2 separate regions of the Mus musculus genome follow, and region 2 is linked to region 1. The links are chromatin contacts, called in public HiChIP or PLAC-seq maps. All regions are on one chromosome and are shown on one strand. Each heading gives the region's core, a stretch centred on a gene start, on an enhancer-like site or on the middle of the called end of the contact. The rest is flanking DNA. Distances are from core to core; before and after follow the strand shown.

What was found. HiChIP or PLAC-seq counts read pairs in DNA pulled down with a chosen protein or histone mark.
Region 2: a contact with region 1 is called in an H3K4me3 HiChIP or PLAC-seq map of neural progenitor cells, with 5 times the contacts expected there. The contact joins the enhancer-like site here to the promoter of Timm10 in region 1. A contact is called at or near these places in 20 of 39 promoter capture datasets (3T3-L1-derived adipocytes, the C10 cell line, cranial neural crest and 12 more), 5 of 15 datasets of contacts at CTCF or cohesin (CD8 T cells, the G1E-ER4 cell line, the NIH/3T3 cell line and 2 more), 164 of 484 Hi-C or Micro-C datasets (the 63-12 cell line, the AML12 cell line, the AtT-20 cell line and 78 more), 32 of 115 datasets of contacts at active chromatin or transcription factors (CD8 T cells, the HPC-7 cell line, the SCID.adh cell line and 16 more) and 5 of 9 other capture datasets (adipose tissue, embryonic stem cells, embryonic tail and 2 more).

The regions. Positions count from the first base shown.
Region 1 is chr2:84,825,609-84,828,308 of GRCm38.p6, forward strand. It overlaps Timm10 (translocase of inner mitochondrial membrane 10), which reads left to right and starts at 1,413. Exons shown (of 3, transcript NM_013899.2): 1 at 1,413-1,539; 2 at 1,991-2,105. The coding sequence starts at 2,035. It also overlaps a transcript of Smtnl1 not described here.
Region 2 is chr2:84,859,309-84,862,008 of GRCm38.p6, forward strand. Slc43a1 (solute carrier family 43, member 1) reads left to right here. Exons shown (of 14, transcript NM_001083809.1): 11 at 381-522; 12 at 782-855; 13 at 2,068-2,191. Among named protein-coding and RNA genes, the nearest start is that of Slc43a1, 20 kb to the left of the region's middle. Within about 2 kb of position 1,278, at least 43 of the 459 cell types and tissues checked have an H3K27ac peak or open chromatin away from gene starts, as enhancers often do. A contact at or near this core is called in 3T3-L1-derived adipocytes, the HL-1 cell line, the NIH/3T3 cell line and 7 more, where this site is marked.

The DNA.
Region 1 (2,700 bases), core at 163-2,662:
ATGATCCAGTTGTAGGGTTTTTTTTTGTTTGTTTGTTTGTTTGTTTGTTTTTTACATCACTCTGGTTGCTGCGAGAATCAGTTGTCCTTTGACCTCCTTTGATCCTACCATGGGCTCCTCCTCCTCCTTCTTCAATATATTTATTTTCTGTATCTATGAGTACACTGTAGCTCTGACACACCAGAAGAGGCACTGGATTCCATTACAGATGGTTGTGAGTCACCTTGTGGTTGCTGGGAATTGAACTCAAGACCTCTGGAACAGCAGTCAGTACTCTTAGCCACTGAGCCATCTCTCCAGCCCAAGGACACATGTTCTTATAAATAAATTTAAATTTAAAAATAGTATATCAAATGACCTGTGTAGTTCAGTTGTGGAGGGTTTGCATGAGACCCTGGATTCAACCTTCAGCACTGTGGAAGAGAGATGAAAAAAACATCACTATTAGCTGAGAATGTGAAAATAGCACTTTGGGAAAAAGACTTCATCTGCTAAAGATAATAGATCAAGAAAATGTGACTAAATAGTAAGAATTATTAAATCTTGGGGATAGATTCAATGACGTTCATTAGACTGTGTTCTGTGTTGTGAATTTGCCCTAATAAAATTTTAAAGGGATAAACCCAATGCTTTTTATTATTACATTTATTTATTTACTTACTTTATTTATTGTGCATGTGTAGGGCTATAATAAAGAAGTGCAGTAAAACATGTTGCAGCACTGGGGCAGTTGATAGAGTGCTTGCCTAAGCATGTGGTCCTGTTTTCATCCCAACATTGCAAAAGTCAGGCATAATGGCGCTTATCTGTAGCCGAAGCACTAGTGAGGTGGAGGCAGGTTCGTAAGTTCTAGGTCATCTTCGGCTACACCGCAAATTAGAGAGCAGCCTAGGTTCCATGGGACCCTGCCTCAAAAGCAAATAAAGACAATCTCTATACATGTTTCTTTTTTTCTGCGAGCAGCGATCGTGTATCTTCTCTGCAACTCCACTAGTTAATGTTGCACACTGCTCCCCGGGATTCTGATTTCAGGGGTATGAGGTAACGTCTGGGCGCTGAGGTGTTTTTTTTTTTTTTTTTTTTTTTTTTTTAAAGTGCTCCAGGTGTTTTAACATGCAAAATTGACAGGCTCCTTTGGGAAACGTTCTCCTTTCTTCACATAAGATCCGTCTGCGCTCTGGCGTGGGCTCTCCATGGTGGGTTCAGGGAGCCAAGCTTCTTCCACACTGCAAACGCTCAGGCGTCTCCCGGACAACCGGAGGGATGGAATGCTAACAAGGCTGCCGGCGCTCTGCCACTCACTCAGCATTCTATGGTACTTTGGAGTCCACTCTAGCAAATTAAGGTCGGTTTCTCTATGGTAGCCGGTTTCCCAGCGCAGCCTGGTCGGCGTTTTCTTCCGGATCAAAGAAGAGGCTAGACTTCCTTCCGGAAGTGACCCACGTGCTTCTTATTTCGCCTGCCTTGGTACCCGGTAACTTTTTACTATTGACCCGAAGTTGGGGACGTTGCGGGAGCTGTGACCTGCCCCAGGCCGTGGTGAGTGGGCCGTGGTGTCTGATACCCAGGGTAACCCTGATTCCTGATTATGCCATTGCCGTGACAGAGGCTCAGCCTTTAGACCCACCCCGGGAACCTAGGCTGTGGTTAGGGTCACATTCTCGGGGCTGCATGGGTTCAGACCCACGGTTTTGTGTGTTCCGTCCCAACTGTCAATCCTCTGGCTCTAGGAGTGATCTCGAGGTACTAAGAGGGCTCGGTTTCCATCCCCGAGCCCCATGACATCGCGAGTGACCTTGAGCTGGACACTGTCCTCTTTAAGGGCCTCATCTCCACTTCTGTTAAGAGGGCTGATTACGTTTACTGAGCGGGGTATTGGTCCCCGCTGGTCTGAAACACTGTAATTCCTCGCGCCCTCCAGCCCCCCCGGGGGGGTGGTACTAGGGTGAACCGGGAGGGATCGATGCTGACTGATCATGTCCGCTCCTAGGACTAAAGACCAGGAGGCTATTCTCTCCACGGTGCTAAGTTGACATGGATCCGCTCAGAGCCCAGCAGCTGGCTGCGGAGCTGGAGGTGGAGATGATGGCTGACATGTACAACAGGTAAAGAGAAGCACTCGGCTTCACCTTGTCTAGGAAAACTCGCCCTAGTCACCCCTAGCCCGACAGAGTGAAGCACTTGTAACGAATGCTTTCGATAAGGTAGTGGAGCCAAGTCCCGCCCTCCTAATCCCGCCCCACCCTCACCGCGTGCTTCGCTGAAGTAAATACAGGTCACTGGAAGGACTTGGTTGGCTATTTGGAGGGAATAAAAGGGGTGTATGATGGAGAATCTCCTGCCCAGGCTCTGCTGAGTATCAAGAACATATAAGCACTTTCTCTTCTCTTCTCTTCTCTTCTCTTCTCTTCTCTTCTCTTCTCTTCTCTTCTCTTCTCTTCTCTTCTCTTCTCTTCTCTCCTCGTTTCCATCTTTCTTTCTCCTTAGATAGCCCATTTACCCTTGTTTATGTAGTTTATGTATTTTGTGTTTGTTTATGAATGCCAACATGCATGCCATAGCGCCACACATGTGGAGGTCAGAGGGCAGCTTAATAGGATCTCATCTTGGATTGAACTCAAATCTTCTGGTTTGGCAGCAAGTGCCTTTGCCGCCTAAGCCTTCTGAACAGCCATTTAGTAATGAATAGTATTTAGTTGC
Region 2 (2,700 bases), core at 28-2,527, 34 kb after region 1:
GCAATTCCTAGGGGAAATATATGTATATGTATATGTGTGTGTGTGTATGTATGTATGTATGTATGTATGTATGTATGTATGTATGTATGTATGTGTCTGTCTATCTATCTGTCTGTCTGTCTATCTATCTATCTATCTATCTATCTATCTATCTATCTATCTATCTATCTATCTATGACATCTAGTGGTTAGACTAAGAGTTTCACATTTGCCAGACAAGTACTTCACTGACTAAGTCATCTCTCTAGATGGAGAAATGGTTTTCTGCCTTTGATGCTTTCCCAACTACAAACATACCAGCAGGGGATGGGGCCAGGCTAGTACCAAGGTGCTTCCAGGGAGTTCTAGGCAGAGGCTAGAGACTGCCTGTTCTTTTTCAGAGATGGGGCTAGCACCAAGTTCACTAGACCACGCTACCGCAAGGTACAAAAGCTCACCAATGCCATCAATGCCTTCACCCTGACCAACATCCTGCTTGTGGGTTTCGGCATCGCCTGCCTCATCAAGAACTTACACCTGCAGGTACCTGCTTTCCTCTGCCCCTCTCCATTTCTAGGACTTCCCCCTGGGAATGCTCTACCAGCGTCTGCATGGTCCACAAGCATGGCTCTGTTCCATGTCTGTTTCCTAGGTGTTCCAGGAGGCATGCCTAGTAGATCATGTTGGTGAGGGGTGGGCCAGGGTAGAACCGTGTAGATGGCCCAGAAAGGCCTGAGTCCCTCCTCTTTCTGCCTTGATCTTTCTGACTCTCTTCCCTCTCTCTCTCTGTCTTGGATTTCAGTTGCTGGCCTTTGTCCTGCATACCATAGTTCGCGGTTTCTTCCACTCAGCCTGTGGAGGTCTCTACGCTGCTGTGTGAGTCACATGGACCAAGTTGCCTTCTGGAGCTTTGCCTGCATAGTTAGGGATGCTTAGCCAGAGCTGAAAGGGACCCAGTGTTCTAAAGCAACATCACTCCTGCCTCCCTCCCACCCCCCAGCATTGACTTGTCAGAGGGGGATGTGGTCATGGAAACTGGCTGTTCATATCTCATAGCAGAAACTCAATGATTACAGGTAGTGCACGCCCTATTCACAGAGATGCCAAAGTTATAATGTCTTTCCTAAAGAAAATGGGAGTCTCTTCTGATGAATGTTTTGACCCCGGAGCTGGGTTGTGCCCTTCCTCCCCACCCATCTTGTAGAGATTTCTTGTAGTATCTCAATGAGCAACCTTGATTCCCTCCTCTCCTCATTCCAACTTCAAGGCACTGTTGACATACTTTTCTGCATGGATTACATCATGCAATATCCCCTCATGGGAAGGCTCTGGGTACGTGGTTGGCTAATGCTTCCTGGAGCCATCTCAGCAGAAGGCAGCTTCTCTCCTTCCTTCTACACTGCCCCAGCTATGCCATTCAGACACCTTTGATGTCTTTTCTCTGAACACTCATATCCAGGGTATCTGTAATCCTTTTGCCTTCACCTGTCACATGTCCCCCATCTCGTTTCCCAAGCTTGCCTGCCTAAGTCCCACTCCAACCTAGTATCATCTCAAGTGTGGATCACTGCAAATCCGAGTCACCTCTAGTAACTTGGTGTCTCACCCCCAAATCCCTTTTGAGACAGGGATTCTCTATATAGTCCTGGATGTCCTGGAATTCACTCTGTAGACCAGGCTGGCTTTGAACTTAGAGACCTGTGTGCTTCTCCCTCCCGAGGGTCAGAATGAAGAGCATGCACCACTATGCCTACATGCCTACTCTGCTTTTAACATGGGCTGGATTACTAATTATCTAGCTGTCCTTTTAGCATGGCCACCTCTGGCCACCTCATCTCCATTTGCAAGACCTTGCAGTTCTCCACTTCTCTGTGACAATGACCACACAGGCAGTGGGTGACTGAACCCAGCCTGCTGGCTCTGAAGTGGCATATAACTTTGAGGGCAGGGACCAGAGGCTACATGCAGAGTCTGAATTCTTCAAGGAACAATCCTCCTGGCCAACACAGTGATATCTGGGGAGGGAGCAGGATGGGTGCTGGGCATCAGGGGGTCTCGCCTCTGACTCTTTGATGTCCCTCTGGATAGGTTCCCGTCCAATCATTTTGGGACACTGACAGGTCTTCAGTCTCTCATCAGTGCCGTGTTTGCTCTGCTGCAACAGCTACTCTTCATGGCCATGGTGGGACCCCTGCATGGAGATCCCTTCTGGGTGAGAGCCGGTTGAACATGAGACCCAGGGGAAGTACTGGGGAAGGGGGAGGGGTTGGTGTGTGCTAGAACCCCTCACTCCTCGCATCTCAACCAGGAGGTGCCTTAGAGATATCTAATCTGGGTCTCTCAGGCTGGCTTTTCATCAGAACCTTCCCAGAGAGTTAAAAGCCACACATCTCAGATCAGTCTCTCTCCTGATCTGGTTCCAACAGTCTGCTTGTATTCTATTTTATTAAACTTTAGCATGTGTGTGGTGAGTGTGCATGACTGTATCTATGCTTGTGTGTGTGCATTTGTGTGTGTATGTGGAGGCTCATGGTTAACATTGGGAGTATTTCCAGATTGTTTTCCACCTTATCCCCTGAGGCAGGGCCTTTTAGTTGAACTCATAACTTAACAGTGTGAATCGTCTAGTTAAGCAGTTTTTCTCCAGGCAACTGGAATTACAGGTGGCCCACCACTCCCATGCAGTATTTAGATGATTTTGGGGATGTGGATGTTGGTCCT